Linked DNA regions of Rattus norvegicus: region 1 is linked to region 2. A link is a contact called in public Hi-C data. All regions are on one chromosome and are shown on one strand. The core of a region is the stretch at or near the end of the contact, and the rest is flanking DNA. Distances in the headings are between cores, read along the strand shown.

Evidence for each region. A called contact is a pair of places that touch in the nucleus more often than the background predicts.
Region 1: a Hi-C map of psoas muscle shows a contact between it and region 2, with 6 times the contacts expected there. The contact joins two enhancer-like sites. A contact is called at or near these places in 9 of 12 Hi-C or Micro-C datasets (the A7r5 cell line, Schwann cells, frontal cortex and 5 more) and 1 of 1 datasets of contacts at active chromatin or transcription factors (oligodendrocytes).

What each region holds. Positions count from the first base shown.
Region 1 is chr3:176,354,790-176,357,935 of GRCr8, forward strand. All of the region lies in intron 6 of Ptgis (prostaglandin I2 synthase), which reads right to left. Among named protein-coding and RNA genes, the nearest start is that of Kcnb1, 24 kb to the left of the region's middle. Within about 2 kb of position 1,767, at least 4 of the 93 cell types and tissues checked have an H3K27ac peak or open chromatin away from gene starts, as enhancers often do.
Region 2 is chr3:176,223,235-176,226,122 of GRCr8, forward strand. No RefSeq gene overlaps it. Among named protein-coding and RNA genes, the nearest start is that of Snord12, 12 kb to the left of the region's middle. Within about 2 kb of position 1,412, at least 69 of the 93 cell types and tissues checked have an H3K27ac peak or open chromatin away from gene starts, as enhancers often do.

The DNA of each region.
Region 1 (3,146 bases), core at 517-3,016, 130 kb after region 2:
CCTTGGGCACTGTCCTCTGCCGTTGCGCTGGTGCTGCCCTGCTTGTTTTGTAAGACAGTGTCTCTCACTGGCCTGGCACTTGGCAGGTAGGGTAGGCTGCTGGCCAGCAAACCCCAGGGACCTGGCTGTCTTGTCACACCAACTGTGATGACAAATGTGTGCCTTCACGCCCGCCTGTGCTTTCTCTTTCTAACCTTTCTAAGGTGGGTTCTCGGCTCTTAGGTGAGGGACAAGCACTTTGCAAATGGAGTCATTCCCAGCCACTCCCTCGAGCTATGTGATCTCGTGCATGTGCCTTTTAACCCGCTTGACTTTCTTTTATTCTTTTGTCTTTTTAAATTTCTTTCACTTTTTGAGCTTATAAATTGCATCATTTCCCTTCTTCCCTTTCCTCCCTTTCTCTCTTTCAAATCCGTGGCTTTTTTTTTCCCTCCCACTTTCTTTTGTTTTTCAAAGTAAGTTCTCTCTGTAGCCCTGGCTAACTTAGAACTTGATATGAAGAGCAGACTGGCCTCGAACCCACTTAGATTCACCTGTCTATAGCCCCAAAGTGCTAGCATTAAAGGTGTGTTCCCCGTTGGGTCCCATAGGTTTGTTTCTGACCTATGTTTTGACCCTGAACTCGAGAACATCTGCATCTCATGTGACCAAACCCCAACCTTCTGCCTTGATTTCTCCTCCCAACATTTTCCCTAGCCAGGCTCAGACTGGAAGCTGACCGATCCTGGCTCCCAGTCCTGCACATCAGTACTACAAGAGACTCCAGAACCCAACCCCTCTCCCTTCCCCTCCACCCCACCTTCTCTGACCTAGAGACTTCAATTCCTCTGCCTCCACTTCCCTCGAAAGCACAACAGGCCACACTATGGTGCTGCACAGAGTCTTAAAGTGTCACAGAAGCCCTTGAGACCCTGTGGGCAGGAGGGGCTTCATTCCAAGTGAGGTGGGTGCCCTTTAGGACTCCATGCAGCACCGTAGTGTGGCCTGTTGTTTAGATGAGAACTTGGATCTGTCCCCCCAACCCCCACTCCAGCCTTGTGTATATGGTTTCTAGAGTAAGGTCATGCACATTCGGGACTTGAACTCGTGTCTGTTGATTAGTTTTTGGAGATAAGATCTAATGTATCCCAGGCTAGCCCCAAACTCTCTAGAGAGGAGCAGGTGACCTTGAACTTTCGATCCTCCTGCCTCTGCCTCCCAAGAGCCAAGGTGGCAGTTGCATACAATAGATCTCTGTTGAAACACCAGGTGAACCCTTGTTACGTGCAGGGTGTGGGTCCAAAGCTCCTTTCGCCGTCCCACAACACCCTGAGGAAGGAGCTGCACAGCTATCGTAGAGGTGGGTAAACTGAGGTAGCGCCGTGTGCAGCGACTTGCTAGAAGGTGACAGCCACTTCACACCCAGGTAGACGGGCCCACAGCTGTGTCCAGAGCTGCTGGACCATCCAGCCTTTGCCCTGCTCTCACCACCCAGCGTCCTCCAGACCCCTCTGCTGGGAAGACCTGTTCCTTCTTAGCCCTGCCCAAGGCCATCGCCGGGATCTGCTTCTCCAGTGCCTGGCCACCTTCCCAATCTGCGCACAGAGGTCATTTGTACAAGGGGCTCTGAGGACACTTTGGAGCACCCTGTCCTCTTAGCCCATAAATATGTTATCAGGCACGCATAGGGCCAACTGCTGATTAAGACCTGCCCTGCCTCTGCCAGCCTTGGCCTGCAGGACAGTTAATAGCTCTGAGGACACTAAAAATAAGTTGTCAGTCGATGGAGAGGAATCACCCAGGGACACCAGTCACTGCCAAGCAGGGCCAAGAGAAAGCAAAGGGCTGGGCAGGGAGAGAGCAGTAACCGGGCCTCAGATTCACAGCATCCAAGCAACTGCTCCTTTCCTCAGGTCAGCACTGGCTCTGTGACCAAAGTCACTGGTTGCCATCTTAGTTCCCCACATGTATCTGACTCTCCAATCCCCGCCAACATTGCCTGCACACTGGTGACCTGCTCCTGTCCAGAAGGGAACCTTAAGATCTCAGAAACTAATGCTAGAGAGATGGAGAGGTGGCTCAGAGGTTAAGAACACATCTTCAGAGGACCCGAGTTCAATTTCCAACATCTGCATGCAACTGCTCTCACAAACATGTATGTTAACTCCAGTTCCAGGAGATCTGGTGCCCTCTACTGGCCTCCTAGGCACCAGGTGGTGCATGTATACACATACATGTGCTACACACACACACACACACACACACACACACACACACACACACACACAAATCTTCATGATAAACAGTCTCTAAAAAAAGATAATAATCTCAGAACTCTTCCAGCCCCACCCCCCGGAGTCATTACTTATTTTTTCTTTGGGGGCTCCCCAGGCTCAACCCCTTGTGGTAGCCAGATTCCTTGGCAAGCTCCAATCCTAAGACTTTGCTCTTGCTGACCCCCTGCCTAGAATATTTCCAAATTCCCAGATCTCTGAAGCTAGCTTTCTCGACATACAGGAACAGTGCAAACAACTCAGGGAGAGGCCTCCCTAAGCCTCTAGCTGTGACTCCTAGGACAGCACTAATCTCAGCCCTGTTTGCTACCACACATTGACTTCCCCAGCCATTGAGCATGCATCCTGGACAACAGCTCCCTGCCCCAGCCTCTCTGAAACACAAGCATTCCCAGAAGGACTGAGGAACTTGAAGGAGCTTTGCAGTAATTCTCAGAATCATGGGTCTACACTCTACAAAAGCAAAAGTAAAAAATGCCAAGGTCATAGAAAGCAGTGAGAAGAACAGAACAAGCACCAGACGAATGGACACTGAAGGTGCAAAATGGCCAGGTACCACACGGATGCTGACGCAGAGGCCCAGCAGGATAAGCCTTAAGTGGCTACAATGGTTCTCAGTTGTCAGCTTGAGTTCTAGAATCCCCTGGAAGACTAGCCTCTCAGCACGCTTGTGAGGATAATCTTGCCTTAACCAAGATGGGAACCACTCCCTGGGTGGCTCCACTCCTAGGCTCTGCACTGTGTCAGGGGACAGAGGAGGTGAGCATTGACTGTATTCACTGTGACCAGAGCCCACACCGCCGTGGCTTTCCCACAATGACGGACTGTAATCTTGAACAGTGAGTTAAAACACACCCGTCCTTTCTAAGTTGC
Region 2 (2,888 bases), core at 162-2,661:
CCTTTAATCAGCTGGCAGGACGGGTGCCAGAGACATGGAGCCAGTGTGCCTGTAAAACCTCACTGCTGGAGGGTTAGAAACTGAAGGCTAGCCTTGGCTATATGGAGTTATGCCACAAAGGAAAGGAAAACCACAGTACAAACAGAAAAAAAAAGAGGAGAGAGAGAGAGAGAGAGAGAGAGAGAGAGAGAGAGAGAGAGCACTCGAGCCAGGCCCAGGAACATGGCAGGGTGTGTTGTGTACACCCTCAGGCAGGGCAGAGGATGTTGGATGGAACTGAGTTTTGAAAATGACTTTCCTGTGCTCTTGACCAAGCAGGAAACAGGGGTACACGAAATGGCCATGAGCCACCAGTCGGGTGCTCTCCCCATGGGTACTGCCTTTAAGGTGTATGGTGCTGTGTGACAGGGAGTTGGGGGACATTCTGGGGATGGGGAGAGGGTCCCCCAGCACCCTGTTTTGGAGCCTTGTTCCATAGCTGTACCCCCATTTTGCAGGACGAGTGACAGAACTCAACCGACTTCAGCAGAAGGGAGAATGTGCTAATCCGAGGAGTCCAGCCATCTCTGTCCAGCTCGCTCAGGGGATTCTTCCAGTCAAAGCCTGCCATATCACTTCCCTTTGGCCATGAGCTCCCTGTGTGCCTTTCATTCTTGGGTAGTCACCTTCTGACAGTGGCAGAGGTGGTTGCCACCAGTCCTGGGTCTTGTTCCCTCCAGCTGAGAGCACAGGAAGGGTGGCTTCATTTTAATCACCCCAATTAAATGGGAAGTGAATGTCCCCCCCTCCCCGGGGCTGATCGCTTACCAACCTGAAGGAGTTGGGTAGGAGGGAGGAATGAACTGCTCTGATTGGTTAGGACTGAGTCAGGTGGGTGCCCTTGGATGAGTGGGGGCGGGGGGGTTAATTTTATTTGAACCACCTGTCCCAAGGGTGGGGAAGGTTTGATTCCCAGTAGAGATTCAGGATCCTTCCACCAGAAGCAGAGGGGATGGATGGTGGATGGACAGGTTCCAGGCAATGGCAGCTTCAGGGAGAGCAGTGGGATCACCAGCCTCCCTCCTAGCTCCGGCATACCTGTCTATTTGAGCCTGAGCAGGCTGCTCTCCTTCTCTGAGCCTCAGTTTCCCCATCAGAACAGAGACAATCTCAGAACTCTCCCAGTTCTAAACTCCTAAGGCCAGCGACCCAGTAGTCCGGCATCCCAGTGTGTCAGGTCTGAGCTGGGGGCTGGGAGTATGGCCCTAGGATGATCCTGGGACCTGCACCTGGCCTCCGATCTCTGCCCATCCCACAGGGTACAGCCTGTGATGAGGAAGGAGGTTTCTGAGGACCGCTTTGCACATCCCTAGTGTTCTTCGGCTAAAACCGCCTCCGAACGGCATGATCTCATCCCTGAGGAAGGAAGGCTGGGGGGGAGGGGGAGGAGAGTTTGGCTGCCAGCAGCTGACACAGTTTGTGACTAAACCATTTCCCCACGGGAGGCAGGGAGAGACGTCCACATTCTCAAAGACAATGTAAAAGTTTGGGGAGGGGGATGACATGAAGAAGAGAAGGCACCTCCTTTTCCAGTGTTGGGGAGGCCCACGATGATCCCCAGGGGGTCCAAACCGGATGTGTTCTAACCAGTGTTTACATTGAACTCAACCCCAACTCGGGCCCTCAACCGTTGAGGTGGAAACCTTGCCAGCCCCTTAAGTGGCCTGCCCCTCCTGTGTTCCTGGGCTCATTTAAATGCCCATACATTAATTTGGAAGGATAGGGTTGCGGGAAGCCTGTCTCTGCACCATCTGCTCGGCGTTTGTCACGGCCGCATTACATAAGAGGAAAGACATTTTTTTTTTCAAGAATGCGACTGCATTTAGTAATTGGATCGCCGGGAGAGGAACCAGGCCTAGGCATTTGGCACCGTGACTCAAAGATGCCACAGGCTTCTCTCCAGGGTGCGCCCTCCCCAGATTCCAGGCAGTATTGGCAGACACCTGCGTGCAGCCTGGGTCTGGGAAGCAGGCCCAGAGCCTCTGCCTCGCCTCCCTCTCTCTCCCTTTTTCTCCTGTTACATCCCTTGCTCTCTCCAACTGACCTTGCTCCACAAGTCCCGATTTCCATGACCCGGGTCACCGGCCTACGCTCTGTAAAAGAGCAAAGAAAAGGAAGCCTCGGATTCTCATCCAGGGCTCTGCCCAGGGTGATGGGTGAGGTCAGGCTCCAGGGTCTGAGGTGAACGGTGACAAGAACCAGCTGTTTTGTAAAGCTTTTCTGATACCAAGTGGGTACTAGGCTTGTGGCCATTTTCCTCTCCCCTCTAGTAGATTCATAAGTTGAGGAGGTGGGTGGCCCTGTTGGAGCAGAGCTGGCTGTGTGGACAGGCCCCAGCTCAGAACACCTAACGCACCTCAGCTGACTGCCACAGAGCAAAATGACCCTAGAATCAACACTTTATTTTAGATAACTGATCGATTGACTTTTTTTTTTTTTTTTTGAGGTAGAGTCTTGCTCAGTAGCCCAGGCTGGCCCAGAACTCACTTTAACACAGGCTAGCAATTCTCTCATGGCAACACACATGTCTAAGCCTCCTGGGTACTAGGATCATATCCAGCCATAGTCAGTATTTTAAAATCAGTTCTTGGAAAAGGCATGGCTTGTTTTGAAAAAAAAAAATCTAAACACCTTGCTGTGGCCAATTTACTTTTTCGTATGGCCCACCCTGTTCCCATTCCTGGGGGCTCTCGGTCACCGTACTCTGTCATTAAAGTACATCAGCTGGTGGTTGCGGCCATGGGCTGGGTTCAGCTTGGCCAGGCAATAGTCATGTGACCTCTAACAAGGGCCGTTCCTCCTTTAAAGTTTTTGAAATTACATTTTTAAACTTTGTTTGCGTGTGTGTA